Regions from separate parts of the Mus musculus genome. Here region 2 is linked to region 1. The links are chromatin contacts, called in public Hi-C maps. All regions are on one chromosome and are shown on one strand. Each heading gives the region's core, a stretch centred on a gene start, on an enhancer-like site or on the middle of the called end of the contact. The rest is flanking DNA. Distances are from core to core; before and after follow the strand shown.

The links. A called contact is a pair of places that touch in the nucleus more often than the background predicts.
Region 2: a Hi-C map of B cells shows a contact between it and region 1, with 8 read pairs. The contact joins the promoter of Parpbp here to the enhancer-like site in region 1. A contact is called at or near these places in 5 of 39 promoter capture datasets (the C10 cell line, hippocampal neurons, liver and 1 more), 1 of 484 Hi-C or Micro-C datasets (B cells) and 2 of 115 datasets of contacts at active chromatin or transcription factors (large pre-B cells and pro-B cells).

Annotation. Positions count from the first base shown.
Region 1 is chr10:87,105,693-87,112,345 of GRCm38.p6, reverse strand. The region is part of intron 2 of 1700113H08Rik (RIKEN cDNA 1700113H08 gene); the gene reads right to left. Among named protein-coding and RNA genes, the nearest start is that of 1700113H08Rik, 51 kb to the right of the region's middle. Within about 2 kb of position 4,630, at least 51 of the 459 cell types and tissues checked have an H3K27ac peak or open chromatin away from gene starts, as enhancers often do. A contact at or near this core is called in B cells and pro-B cells, where this site is marked.
Region 2 is chr10:88,145,177-88,152,225 of GRCm38.p6, reverse strand. Parpbp (PARP1 binding protein) reads left to right here and starts at 5,285. Exons shown (of 11, transcript NM_029249.2): 1 at 5,285-5,730. It overlaps Nup37 (nucleoporin 37), which reads right to left and starts at 5,234. Exons shown (of 10, transcript NM_027191.2): 1 at 5,154-5,234; 2 at 3,847-4,064. The coding sequence starts at 4,002.

The DNA of each region.
Region 1 (6,653 bases), core at 3,381-5,880:
CCCATCTGTATGGAAGCACACAGAACATCTGCAGATCCACTTGCCATCTATTTTATCAACCCGAGATACAGTGAACTCATTCACCACATAGCTAAAAAGAAATCTGTCTCTTTTGTTAATAATATTATATATTAATATGATGTATAATATTAATATAACTATATCAAATAGTTAATGCAATATTAAATACACACCTTATATTTATTTGGTATTTATTTCCTTAACAAAGTCTATTTAATCATTTTAAAATATTTTTACTATTTGTGGGTGCATGTGTGTCTGTGTCTGTATAAGAGAGTATGCCCATGTGTCCAGAGGCATCATATTACCCTGGAGTTAGAGTTCTAGATAGTTGTGTGCTGACTGAAAGAGTGCTGAGACCCACACGTGGTTCCTCTCCAAGAATAGAAAGTACTCTTAACCACCAAGTCTTCTTTCTGGCCTCTAATCTTAATTAGTATGAAAGTTTTTTAAAGAAATAATAAATACAAAGGCTTATAGTCCCTTTTATTATGTAATACTATAGCAATTTATTCTTCCCTTAACAGTCCCCTTTGCTATATATGATGTGATAACAGTGGATACTAGAAAATACAAAGATAATATCCAAAAGTAAAAGCTGATGCAGACAGTTATTGCCATAGTCAGGGTGCTTCTGTTGTTCCTAAATCCCTGCATTAAAATCCATAATACCATTGTGTTGGTATCAAAATATGGGGCCTTCAGGAGATGACTTGTCCTTGTGAATGGGATTAAAGACATCATAAAGTCCTAAGGGGACATTTTCGCCCCTTCTATCATAGAAGGGACAGCAATAAAGGATCATATTCAGAGAACACTGGATCATCTAGTGTCTTGACCTTGAACTTCAAAATATCCAGGACTGTGAGCAATGAATTTCTATTGTCTATACATTACCCAGTCCAATAATTTTATTATAGCAACCTAAACATACTATGACAAGTACACACACACACACACACTCACACACACACACGAGAGAGAGACAGAGACAGAGACAGAGACAGAGACAGAGACAGAGACAGACAGATAGGCAGACAGACAGAAAGATTGAGTGACTTAAGAACACATTGCTGCCTGCTGCAGCCCCCTTGTAGTCTTAACTATTACTCATAAAAACCTCGATATAGTCCCGGCTGATCACAGACTGGGAAGCTGATGCCAAAAGCACTAATTACTGTACTCTGAGTTTGTTGAGCATAATTAAGTAGACTATACTTATACTCAGGTGTATGTCACATCTGGGCATGTTACCAAGGCAACAAAACACCATCTGACACTCCAAGAGAAAGCACATGTTCTAGAATTCTTTCTGCAAGCTAACATTTTAAGGAAATCCAAATTTTTAACCTTTGACGAGCATAAGAAAAATGTTATCATGCAGAATCAGTTAGAAATCCACTGAACCCAGAGACTACTTCAATTTAATTTTACTCGCTTCAACGCTAAGTACATTTTAATTCAGCCAAACGATAAGGACCAAATAGTCCTTCTATGATGCAAGTATATGCTGTGTGTGTCTGAAAGACTGTATGCAATAACTTTTCAGAGAGATAAATTCTTCCTACCAAAGAGAACTTTGGATGAGGACATATCGTAGTTGGTAGAGAGCTTCCCTAGCCCGTAGGATAAGGAAACAGGAAGCCTGTGATAGATTCCACAGGAGGAAGCAGATAGCCTGTGGCCCTGGTGCTTGGAGTTGGAGACAAGATAATCAGAAATGAAGAGGATCATTCTTGGCTACTGAGTTCAAACCCAACACAGGCTGTAGGAGATGACATCTCAGAGTGTGTGTCTGGGGATAGAGTGGACTTGGCTTTCCTTGTCATGGGGTGGGCACGTTGTTTGCAGAGAATACAGACTAAACTCAAGAGTCTAATATGCTACATTTGTCTTATCCTCTCTTAGCCAGCCCCATGACCTTCAGGACAGAATGACAAAAGCAGCCACTTAGCAAATCCCCAAACAATGCCAAGCATTTTATACATGTTAAGACATTTAGTCAGTCTTTGGAATAGGAGTTAGACAATAACCATGATAAGTAAAACTCACAGTGGTTTGAGTATGTGTAGATATTACTGTTAATATTGTGTTTTAGAATAAACTATTTGAACAACCCGAGGAAAAGGCAACCTTACCCAAAGATTAAACCCAAATATACAAGGACTAATAGGAAATAATGCAGATCAGGTAATGGTGGCTACAAAATATAATGAAACCAAATAATCCTTGTGTGATCCCAACCACACAGCAGCATATAAAAATTGTGTGTGTTTGGCTTCTCACACAGAGAAGAACATGGCTAGGAACTAGTATAGCCCAAAGCATCATAATGCAAAGTTGGCAATAAACAATCTACTTTGTTGAAAGAATTAGACAGCTTAATAAGACCCTTAGATAAGTTTCATGAAGATCAAAAGGGGGTAAAAATAACAATGTAAGGGGAAATTGAAGCTTTTAGTTGAAGTACTCATGTTTGGAAAAATATACCTTTTCTTAGAGATTCTGGTCAAATCCTTGAAATTAGTGTACTTCAGACAGCCTCATCTAGGCCACAAATGTGCCATCAATGAGAAAGAGCCACAAGATAGCCTATTCTTCAATATTTCCTACTTTTGATGTACCTCCTGTACAGCATGGAATTAACCAGAGCTATTATTGTCTGATTTTCTAGGCAAGCAAGAAGGCTTTCATCTAGCCAACTCTGGTAAGAGGGGAGGCCATGGGTGATGTCGTCATTGTATTCCCTTGAATGTGACACGCACTCCCTTGCTGTGCTTACATAGTGATGGTCCAAAGATCACCCCAGCCTCGGACTCATGATAGGCATAGATAGTAGATTTCGCTCTTTGCTTTGAGTTTTCCTTTTTCCAGACAACCTTTCTGCGAAATATCACAGAAGCCTGCGATTTAAGCTTTACGGTAGCATATGCTTTAGGAGTTTAATTTGGTTTTGAACAGGATTAAATATGCCAAAAATCAAACCACAAGATATTCCTAATGAGGGACAGAACACAATAGTCACCTTAAGTGAAGAGTAATTATATAACAAGAATTCGCAAATTGCTTGATGGTGTTTTCTTGTGGAGACAGGCACAGCTGCCACGCTGAGAAAGTGCCAAATTTTATTCTTTTCTCCCTGTTTCCAAGAAGAGAAATCCCCTCTGCCTGGTGCAGGCTTTCTGGTTTCTCTCCAATGTATTCACATGTCTTAACAGGTTATCTCTGGGGCAACTTGGTCTTTTCCTCGGAATATGTCTTGGCCTTTGTACAACTGAGTGTGTAAGGTATATGTGTGTGTGTGTGTGTGTGTGTGTGTGTGTGTGTGTGAGTGTGTGTGTGTGTGAGTGTGTGTGAATGTGTGTGTGTGTGTGTGTGTGAGTGTGTGTGTGTGTGAGTGTGTGTGAATGTGTGTGTGAGTGTGTGTGTGAGTGTGTGTGTGTGTGTGAGTGTGTGTGTGTGTGTGTGTGTGTGTGTGTGTGTGTGTGTGTGTGTGTTAGAATGTCATCTGGATGTCTGTTCTGTTCTAACTAAAATTTGTATTTATTAAGGGGCATGTATGGTTATAAAAACTAATACAGAATTCTGTAGAAAAGAAATGGAGATGGTTAAAAAGTATTTCTGACTCCGATAGATTTTCAAGTTGACCTGTTGAGCTTATAAGACATTCAGAATATATCAGAATCTTGAATAAACTAGAAGGTTTAGTATATCAGGAAGTCGGGAGGGGTGAGTAGCATATAACACAGGCAGAGTTTCATATATGAGGAAATACACCTTTCCACACACACACCGGGGTGGGGGAGGGGTGAGTTTAAAAATCTAGTGACAGACAGCATTGCTACAGAGAGGCTCCGATGGATAAGTTTCAATGAAACTCTGTAGGAATGATGGTTTCATGGACCTAAGACACTCCTGAAGCTAAAGAAAGCACTCCACATCTCTGGTGCATCCTACCCATGAAATCGGAATGAATTCACTCATATAACACGCTGTGTTTATGACTATGTGTAACAGTGATCTTGGGGTCTGCTTTGTAGAGCACAAAGATAGTTAGCCCTAACCTAACAACTCTATGCACTGGGCACTCCACTAAAGGTATCTTTCATTCCCTACTTTGCATTATCATGTTTAATTTTAAGATGGTGACCCTGAGAATTACAGAAACCTCTGCTTTACCATTCTGTTCCCTGAGCACCATGCTTTAGAGCAGTCTGTCTCGCTGAGGCAGATATATATTTGCATACTAGTTACATAAAAGATATTACAACTACTATGTACAAGGACAGCAGATTCATTTTAGTTTTCCATTATTTTAGTAAGAAAGGAGCCGTACCCTTCCATCCCCCACTCTTAAATTTGGACACATCTGTATCTTCCCCTCTTCACTCTGCCACCCACATCTTTTTAGGCCACTATACCAAAGCACCAGGTTAAGAACAATCTGAGTATATAAATTAATCTTCTCAACAGTTAGGAGAAAGTCAACATTGAATGTGAACTAAAAACGAAAGCAATATAAATGCAACTTCTCTTTTCTGCCCCTGAAATGTGAACACGACTGAGTAGTTTTAACTGGAAAGCCCCCTCGCCTCACTATGGCAACCGTCTGAGTGTTGGAAGTGACCCAAATCTGAATAACTAGCTTGGACGGAGCTGTGTCTCTTGTCTCCTCAGTCTCCCTCATTCCACTTTCCAAAAACAACCTGGATCGACCTTCTAAGGGAGAGTCCGAATTCATATCACTTGCCCTGCTCAGAAATCACAAAGGCTTTCTCAACACCTCTCATCAGCATGAAGGGTGACTCCTTTATCCAAACCACTCTCTCAACCTTGGCCAGCATTCTCCCGTCCAAATACAATAACCAACCTTCTCACAAGCCCCACCGCCCCCTCTAGTCTCCACACTTCCCCAGTGTGGGGCATGCACAATCTTTCCTTCAACTCTCATCTTTCTTTAACTGCCTCAAGGTCCTAATCATAATGATCCAAGACATATTTACAGAGACACTGGGGTGTCAGTCCGTGCTGATAATTAGGCAAGGTGATCACAATATCAATACGAGCCTGGGCAACGCAGTGAAACCATGTTTCAAAAAACAAAAACCAAGCACCAGAACAAAAAGGAGTCGGAGAGATGGCTCAACAGTTAGAAGTGCTGCTTTCTCCAGAGGACTTGGGTTCGATTCCCAGAATCCCCATGGCAACTCACAGCCATTCCATAGCTTCAGTTCTAGGAGATCTAACACCCTCTTCTGTCCTCAGCATACAGCAGGCATGCATGCAGTGCGTAGACACGCAATGGACACAAAACACCAATGCATATAAATAAAAATAAATAAATCTATTGTTAAAATAAAAGCACTAAATAAATCAGGCTTTGAGCACTTTGAGAAGAAAGATAGCCTTATCTGCTCTTAGAATCCTCCCAATAAGGAGAAAACTTTGTACTGAATAGAACCTACATAAGATATATTGAATAAGGGAATTGTGGTATTGACAATGGTGTTGTTGGGAAAGAGGATAACAAATGAATATATAAATGGGTGGATACTTGAATACTTACTTATTTGGATGGAGAAATGAATGGTGTCATTGCATAATAAATATCCAAGTGACAGGGGCTACATTGAATCAAATTCTGAAATAGAGCATCAGTTAGGTGTATAACTCTGAGCTAATTCAGCTTTGTTCACAGTGATATTTGAAGTCAACTTGCTTCCTCTGTCTTATAACCAAGAGCTATTTATCCGCTCACACAAAATCGTGTTAATTAGTGACAACCCAGATCTAATTCTTGAGAACCATATATCTAAAAACTCCTTTGACCGACTGAGAAAATAGTTTTTCTCAATAGTTATTTTTTAATAGAGTAATCTTTATATCTGTGGAAAATACAGGTTTTGGAGCCATTCATCCCTAAGCATGGTTCTCTTGCTCTCCACAGCCACACCATGAAATCCAGACCCCAACAAGCTTGTGTTGTTTGTCGTTAGATGCATACAGCCTACTCCTGTCTACCACTAAACACCAGGACAACCAGCCATCAGCAGATCTCAGGATGCTACTTTGTATCAGAAAGGGGATGACTCACACCAAAGCATTTTCTGCAAGAAGCACTCATGGATATAAATCAGCTCAGGACAGGCTAGAAGCAATGCTTTAAAAGTGGCTGGAGGGACACACAAGATGAACAGGGGAAGTCACATAAGGCCACCCCTAGATGAAGAGTCACAGATAACTGCCAAGAGAGGAGAGCCAGTCTTTTCCAGGGACAAGGCCACTGATGGGTTATTCTAATGCTAAGTGATAACCTCTAAACACATATACCTATGAGCAACACTAAACAGGCTCACGGATTGTATTTATGCACGAATAAGCATGCGGGGGGTGGGGAGGGGAGGGGGAGGGAGGAAGGGGAGAGGGAGGAAGGGGAGAGGGAGGAGGAAGGGGAGGGAGAGAGAGAGAATAATTAAATAATTAAAGAAGAAGAGGTCATGAATTTGAGAGGAAGTGTGAGGCACACAAGAGGAGTTAAGGGTCATGGGGGAGCGATGGAGGTGGTAGTCACATATGAAATTATCAAAATAATTTAAATTTGTATTTAAAAAATAATGAAATGGTTATGGAAG
Region 2 (7,049 bases), core at 4,036-6,535, 1.0 Mb before region 1:
AAAAAAAACCACTGCCAGGTTTTAGTACTTCATAATTTGTGTATATTACAACTAACCAGCTAACAGATATGCCAATGCAGCAACCACTAAGCAGTTTAAAATTAAGTGTAAGAGCCTAATCATAGCTGCCTTCACAGACTGACTTAGATCTATTTTTCCATACTTGATGAACCTAAAAATGAATTTTTATATAAAACACACATTACTTTGCTACTGTAACAAGAGTGATGAAAAGCAGGGCCTGAGTTCGTTCCTCAGATTAGATATGGAACGACTGAGCAGTCTTAGGAATAATGAAACCACAGGCACTGCACAGGCGAAGCTTTATGTACCAACAGGAAGACTTGCCCTGCCCCTGGCAATACTGTCTGTTCGTGAGTCAGCCGATGAAAAGGGTAGTGTGTGTGTGGTATAGACAGAGATGAATGCTATTTTTGGTTCAGTGTGGGGTGTAGGCCGTATTGTATAGGCAGGAAATTAAGAGACTTTGGAAAACTTGCTGTAATAGAAATTATTATGGAAGGTTCCAGCAGTTTGAGGTTGAGGAACAGCCAAGTTGGTGGAAGAGCTTTTCTGAGGATTTGAAGTAGCAGGCCTTTCCACCACACCCACTGAGGCCTCATACAGAATGCCGGTTAGCCAAGGCTGGTTTATCTAATGCAGCTAGCTCTCTTATTTAGTGCTCTCAGTTTAACTCAACACCTGAAAAAATATTAAAAAACAAAAAAAACCTCTCTGAATAATTCCAATGAGAAAAGCAGTTGTTTTGGGAGAAGCAGATTCAGTAGTAGATAGGGCTATTAGTGTTCTCAATGGTAAGCAAGCCAGAGTGTTTCCATGTCAAGTGTATTCAATGCCCCAGTTCTGTCTCTGGAACTGTGTAAAATAAGCTGAATTTAGTGATGTCAAACCTTGCCAGGGGAAGCTCTGTTAGGTGAACATATTCAGAGCAGAATTAGCACCCGTTACTGCAAACAAATGGAGGTGACAAGTCAAAATTTGCCAGCCTAATTCCTCTTCCATGAGTTTTTAAATATTTTTAATATAGCTGTGAAATTTGTTTCCGAATACATTTCCTTGTAATTAGAATACAATGCTGAGAAATAAAGATCAAAAACATTTTTTATCAACTTATAGAGAACTGTTGTCCGAAAAGATAGCTCCTAGAGCCTAAAGCATTTGAAATGCAGCCAGTGTGTATAGTTACTTTATAAGGTATAAAATGAACATGTATAAAGATCTCAATGAAATCTATCAACATAAGACAAAGTCTACGATAACCTTTATATTAATTATATATGAAGTACTCTACTTAAAATTCATTCTGCCTTTTACATTACTTTTATCGTGTGTGTGTGTGTGTGCGCGCGTGTGTGCTATATACAGTACACATGCTGAAACCAGAGGACAACCCTCAGGAGCTGGGTCTGTTTCCCACCATGTGGACTTTGGGCATTGATCTTGGGTCAGGAGGCTTGGTAAGAAGTGTCTTTACCCACTAAGCCATCTCCCTGGCCCTCCTTTCACGTTATCCTGACGTCTAAGCTTATCTTGTGGCTCCTGTTATATTCTAACTGAATTCTAGTACTGAATGAGCTCTGTTCAGCTCCGCATGGTGTTGACTTGGGGTTAATATTCAGGTGACTAACATCTGAGTCACAACTCTGCCTTCCCAGTTCCAAGTCTACTGTCTTAAGACTTCCAGTCATCTTTACTAACTGTCCCTCGTTTGAGTTGGTCCAGTCTATTAAACAATGTTTGGCAGACAAAAGGCACTCAGTCAATACTTGTTCAATGAAGTCAGTTATCAAAGGATTAAGGTATCTTTCTGTTTCTTTTTTCTCCACAAAAACGTGCCTGCTCAAACCATTCTCATTCAAGCCCAGCCAGACTTCTTTATTATGGAAGAGTGAATAAGGTTTGAAACTTTATCCTTATTTGGTCTTTTATAAATGAGGCAGTTTTAAGAAGGCGCTGCTTTCCGACTCTTTGGGAATAGGGCAAGAATCTCTCTTAGTTTCCTGGCCCTTACTACACTCATGACGTTTTTACAGATGTGTGGCAGTCAGCAAGCCTACCATTTGTACTCATATTTCTGGATATGTAAAAGGACAGCACAAGAGTCTGAAAACCGTCCTGCTGAAACCCAGAGTTTTCTGTAGTTAGTGCTTCCTGATGACCCTACAGTGGAGACTGGTGTTTTTCTGATAGGCTTGAAGGTTCGAGGTGGGAGAACGGGAATGAATGTTCAACAGCACCCAAACTGACAAGAGAATAGGGACTTGTTTTGGATCTCCAAGGGCAGAGTGAGGAAACTCAGCTCTCCAGGATCAACGGCTGACTTCATTTGAACAGAAACACAAGAACGGGTCTGACGGAAGAACAGATTTGATCTCTTCCTTTGTCATGCCCCCCAAACACCGCTGAAGCAGAATGGAACACGAGGAACGGCACAGTTGTACTGAACTCCACCAGAATGTGATCTGTCTTCTCTATGTGCTCATAAAAGGAAAAAGCCTCTTGTTTTTCCTTACACAGTTTGGAAATAAGACCCGAGGATCAGCAAGGACAAGCGTTTGAATGATACAAACATTCTTCTCATTTCCCTGCCTCTCCTTGTTGTCTGCCTTCTTCATCTTTCCTTTTTCTGATTTTTCTCCCCTATTGATTTCCCCTGGTGTTTCCTAACTGAACTTGAACTGCAGGTAGATATATCTGTCAGTATTTGACAATGAGATTCTATGTCCACATCTGTTAACACAGCAATGAGGGAAGCTCAAGCCTACCTCTGGTCGCTTGCGTTTTCAACACGTAAGTGGTCCACATTGGAGAAAGTTTTTAATAAGTCTTTCTTAAGCCAAGGCCACATTATTTGCCTGACGCATGACTTATGATTCTGACAGTCTAGCAGAACTTAGGCCAAGGGTCATAGAAATATAGTCCTGTAAATATTATTTTGGTACACCATAATAGCAGAAACGAAACTCTGGGAAGATGGGGTGGTGTTGAGCCTTCAGTGCCGAATGCTTCCTATGTGGACCCTAGGTTTTCCGTGAGGAACCATGTAATAAGTCTCTTGGAAGCGATTTCTCTTGGATGATTAAATATGAGGGTATAACTGCCACTGCTGCTCATACTAACCACAAAATACACATATATGGATTACCATGTGCCGAATGTATTCTGGGAACTTTATGTGCACTCACACACTACCCCTCACAAACCAAATTAGGTTTCCCGAATCTCCACTCTTAAAGGGATTCAATCATATTCCTTACCTTCAGAGAAGAGCGGTTCAGTATCTAACCAAGTTTAGCCATTCGAAACTAAGTGTCTAGGTTCTCAGGTTACACAGACCTCAGAGAGAGCTATGATGAACGCCAGCTGTAAATGTAATCCTATATGGTTATATGAATATCTGCTGCAGATACACAAGGTGTGAAAGTAAGCTAATAGGAAAGCTGAACATTATCTATGAAAGCTAGGAATTTCTTGGAAGATAATTGTTTAGCCTTTCAGTATCACCTTGTTTCCTATGACAGAATGATGTGGGGAAATCTGAAGTGTATCTAATACATAGAAATACATGTGTGCTCAGTTATGTTGGACTTTATCAGAATACACCTCTACGAATCATTGGTGAAAGAAGACCTTCATTGTTTTTACATCTATCATCTATATAATGTATACACATGTCTCAACAATTAGTAACGGGAATTCCCTGTAGATCTTCAAAAAATTTTTTTTTCTTGTATTAAAAGCAACATACTTTTAAGTTCAGCTTTGGTTTGTACACATTACTGATAAAGTATCTCTACTGTCACTCCGTATAGTTTGTGGACTAACCTGAAACGTACACATGCCAACAACCACATAATTACTGCCGCCATATGCAATCAGGTTTCCTGAATCTCCACTCTCAAAGGGATTAAATTCTACCACGTGCACATAATCTTCGCAATCCACGGTGTACGCAGCATTTCTTGTAGCATCTTGCTTCATCTTGTATCCCAAAGCTGGAGCAGTTGTAAGAATCAAATAGTTGTTTATTGCCTGTCAGGAAACTGTGGATCACAAACAAAATTTACAAAGTGTTTGTCATTCAACAGAAGAATCATAATGGGGCTTGGTATAGCAATGTCAGAGCCAGCTCAAAAGAGAAGTCTGCTTATATTAACACACACATGAATAAATTTAATACAAATAGAGTCCTAAGATTATTAAGCAATAGAGATGCAGCACTATTTGTAGTTGGAAAGTTGTACTGACACTGTCATATGCAAGAGTACCATAAACGCCGGTACTACCAATAGTCCCTTCTTTGCCTATGAAGAAATTTGCCAAGTTCGTCAACAGGTTGAGGATTTAAAAGATTTAGCATGTGTTGGGCCTACATGCTAGAGAAAACACAAATACACACACCTGCCTATCTCAGGACTATGCTACATTATTTGTTCGAATTATATGACCTTTAACATTCTAATTTGACAGACCACCTGAACTATCAAGGGTCCGATGAACTGGAAAGTCCCACCCCTGCCTAAAGACACATGGAGTCCAAGAGCCTTGAAGGATAATATCAGGTAGCAATAGTTATAACCAACCATTACCCATGCAATAAAATAAGGAGATTAAAAAATACAGGCTCTGGAGTAATGTGTGATACTAACGTTATTAACACCTGTCACAATCCTCAACTAATTTGTCTCGAGACAGGTAGTGTGTACTGTAGAAATAGCATTCTCACGTGCAAATTAATTTTTACTTTGTTGTTAATGAAAAGGAGGCACCCTAGGCTAAGAAAGAACACGTAAAATCCTGAGTTATCTGCTGAGTTTTTTCAGATTAAGTCCCATCTCAGAGAGACTGGACACATGTTACGCGGGACCGGCAGGTGAGAAGACCATAGAGCAGAGAGGTATAAGGCATGCAGGGGACTTGAGGTCCGGATTTGATGGCAACCCCTGACCTCCAGGTCTTTAAAGCCCTGGGTCAATATTCCCAGGGTCCCTGGAGTTGTGTCCCCCACGCGTCGCCCGAGAAAACCCACTCCCACCTCGCGAGGTCACAAGGAAGAGCTCTGGAGAACAGGGAAGCGCCCCTGGGGAAGCAGCACAAGCTGGCGATCCCCGGTCACCGCACTCGATACGCACCTAAAGCAGGGGAGGCGACCTGGGCAAGGCTCTCCCGACCATAGGTGGCCAGGGCGTGCGCCCGCTCTGCTTCCGGGTCGGAGGGCGAGCGCGGCGATTGGTTCCCAGGTCGTGCCGCGAGATTTGAAAGGGACGCCGAGGCGATTCAAACCTCTGCCTTCCGGCGTCCTGGCTGCGCTGCTCCTCCCTCCGCTTGCACCCAGCCTGGGTCACTGGACGAGGTGGGTCTGGTCTCTTCTGTGCCCCCGGGTCGCAGTTCCAGTGGGCATTCGGGCTGCTGCTCTGCGAACGCATCTCGGTGACAGCGACGTGCCAGCCAGTGGCGTTGTCTGCGCAGTGGCTTCGCCCCGACTTCACGGTGTCCCGTGGAAAAAAAGACGCTAGGGCTTCGGCAAGACCGAAACCCATCAAAATCTTCTTTTAGTCCGTTAGATCGGGGATCTGGCACACGACGAGTGCAGGCTTCTCAGATTTTCTGTCGTTGCATCCTTCAGAGGGCCATTCCGGACCAGGCAAGAAGAATAACTGTCACCTGTCATCTTTTAATGGAGATTTGCTAAGTGCTGGCAATAAGGAGGTTGGCTATTTCCTTCACTGGTGCCTTATAATTCTGTTAAGTAGTCCCAATTATGGACGTGGAGAAATTTGTGGTAATCACGAGGTACAGCTAATGCAGGGGTGTGGTGGCAGGGATAGTTAGCTAAGTGTGGTGCTCTCTCACTTTACCTTCCAGCGACAACTACCTGTCTCAGATTTTCTGCTCCAGTGCACTTTGAATCCAGTTTAAAAGCAAGAGTTTATTCCCTCTGACACCTTCTGTTTTGTTCATATCCAGCGTCTCATCGAGTCTTCACAACAGGCTGGGAGGTAGAACAGAGGGGGCGGCATAGTCCTGATTGCTTTGTGACCATTCTTATACCTGGGCAGCCAGATCTAAAGTTAGGTAACCCTGGAAAAGCTGGAACTACAGTGGATATTGGCATGCCAGCCCAGATGCCTGTTGGTGAATAGCCAGATCTAGAACTAAACATGGTTTTACATGTTTAAATGGTTGATGGAAAAAAAAAATATTTCAGGCAAACTAATCATATCACCCATAGCTCATGCTTTTGTGTCTTCTTCAATTTTGTTTTTTAAGAGATAAATAGGAGATAACCTAGGTGCTCATCAGAGAATTGTGAGTGAGGCCTGGGGAGGTGGCTCACTGGATAAAGCGCCTGGACAGCTATGAGGACTGGAATCCAAATCCCCAGGGCTAACGGAGACACTGGTGTAGTAGTCTGCTTGCAACCCCAGTGTGCTAGAGGTGTAGACAAGTGATGCCGGGGCAAGTCAACAAGGTGGAGAGCAGTGGAGAAGACACTCAGTGTCAACCTTGGGCCTCCATACACATGTGCTTACATAAAGGCGAACATATACACACAGCAGACTTGTAAAAAGAGACACAGAGAAGACTGGAAGTAGAGAGGGGACTGATTCCATAGCATGGCTGCCTAGAATACAGACACATCTAGGCTTATTTTGAAAGGGTTCTGTATGCATGCAGAAGTTAGGGAAAACTTAGAAATCTTGAATTTATGCTTTTTTGGCTATTTACTAGCTTCGTGTCATTGAACATTATTTTCTTCATGTGTCAAAACCAGACATTTGTAGACTGACATCATCAGGACACAGGAGATGGAACAAAGTAATTAATATTAAATGGAAAGTATTTGGCACTAAGAAGCTTCATTTGTTCGTTGGCTTATTATCAGTTTGCTGTGTAACAAAACATCAAAAACCATAGTCACTGTACAATAGCAACCGAGTATTTGCTTTGAATCTGTGGGTCGGCAGTTTGGGCTGGTTAAGTTATTGATTCCTCTGCTAGCCTTGAGCAGATGACTGGTGCTGCCG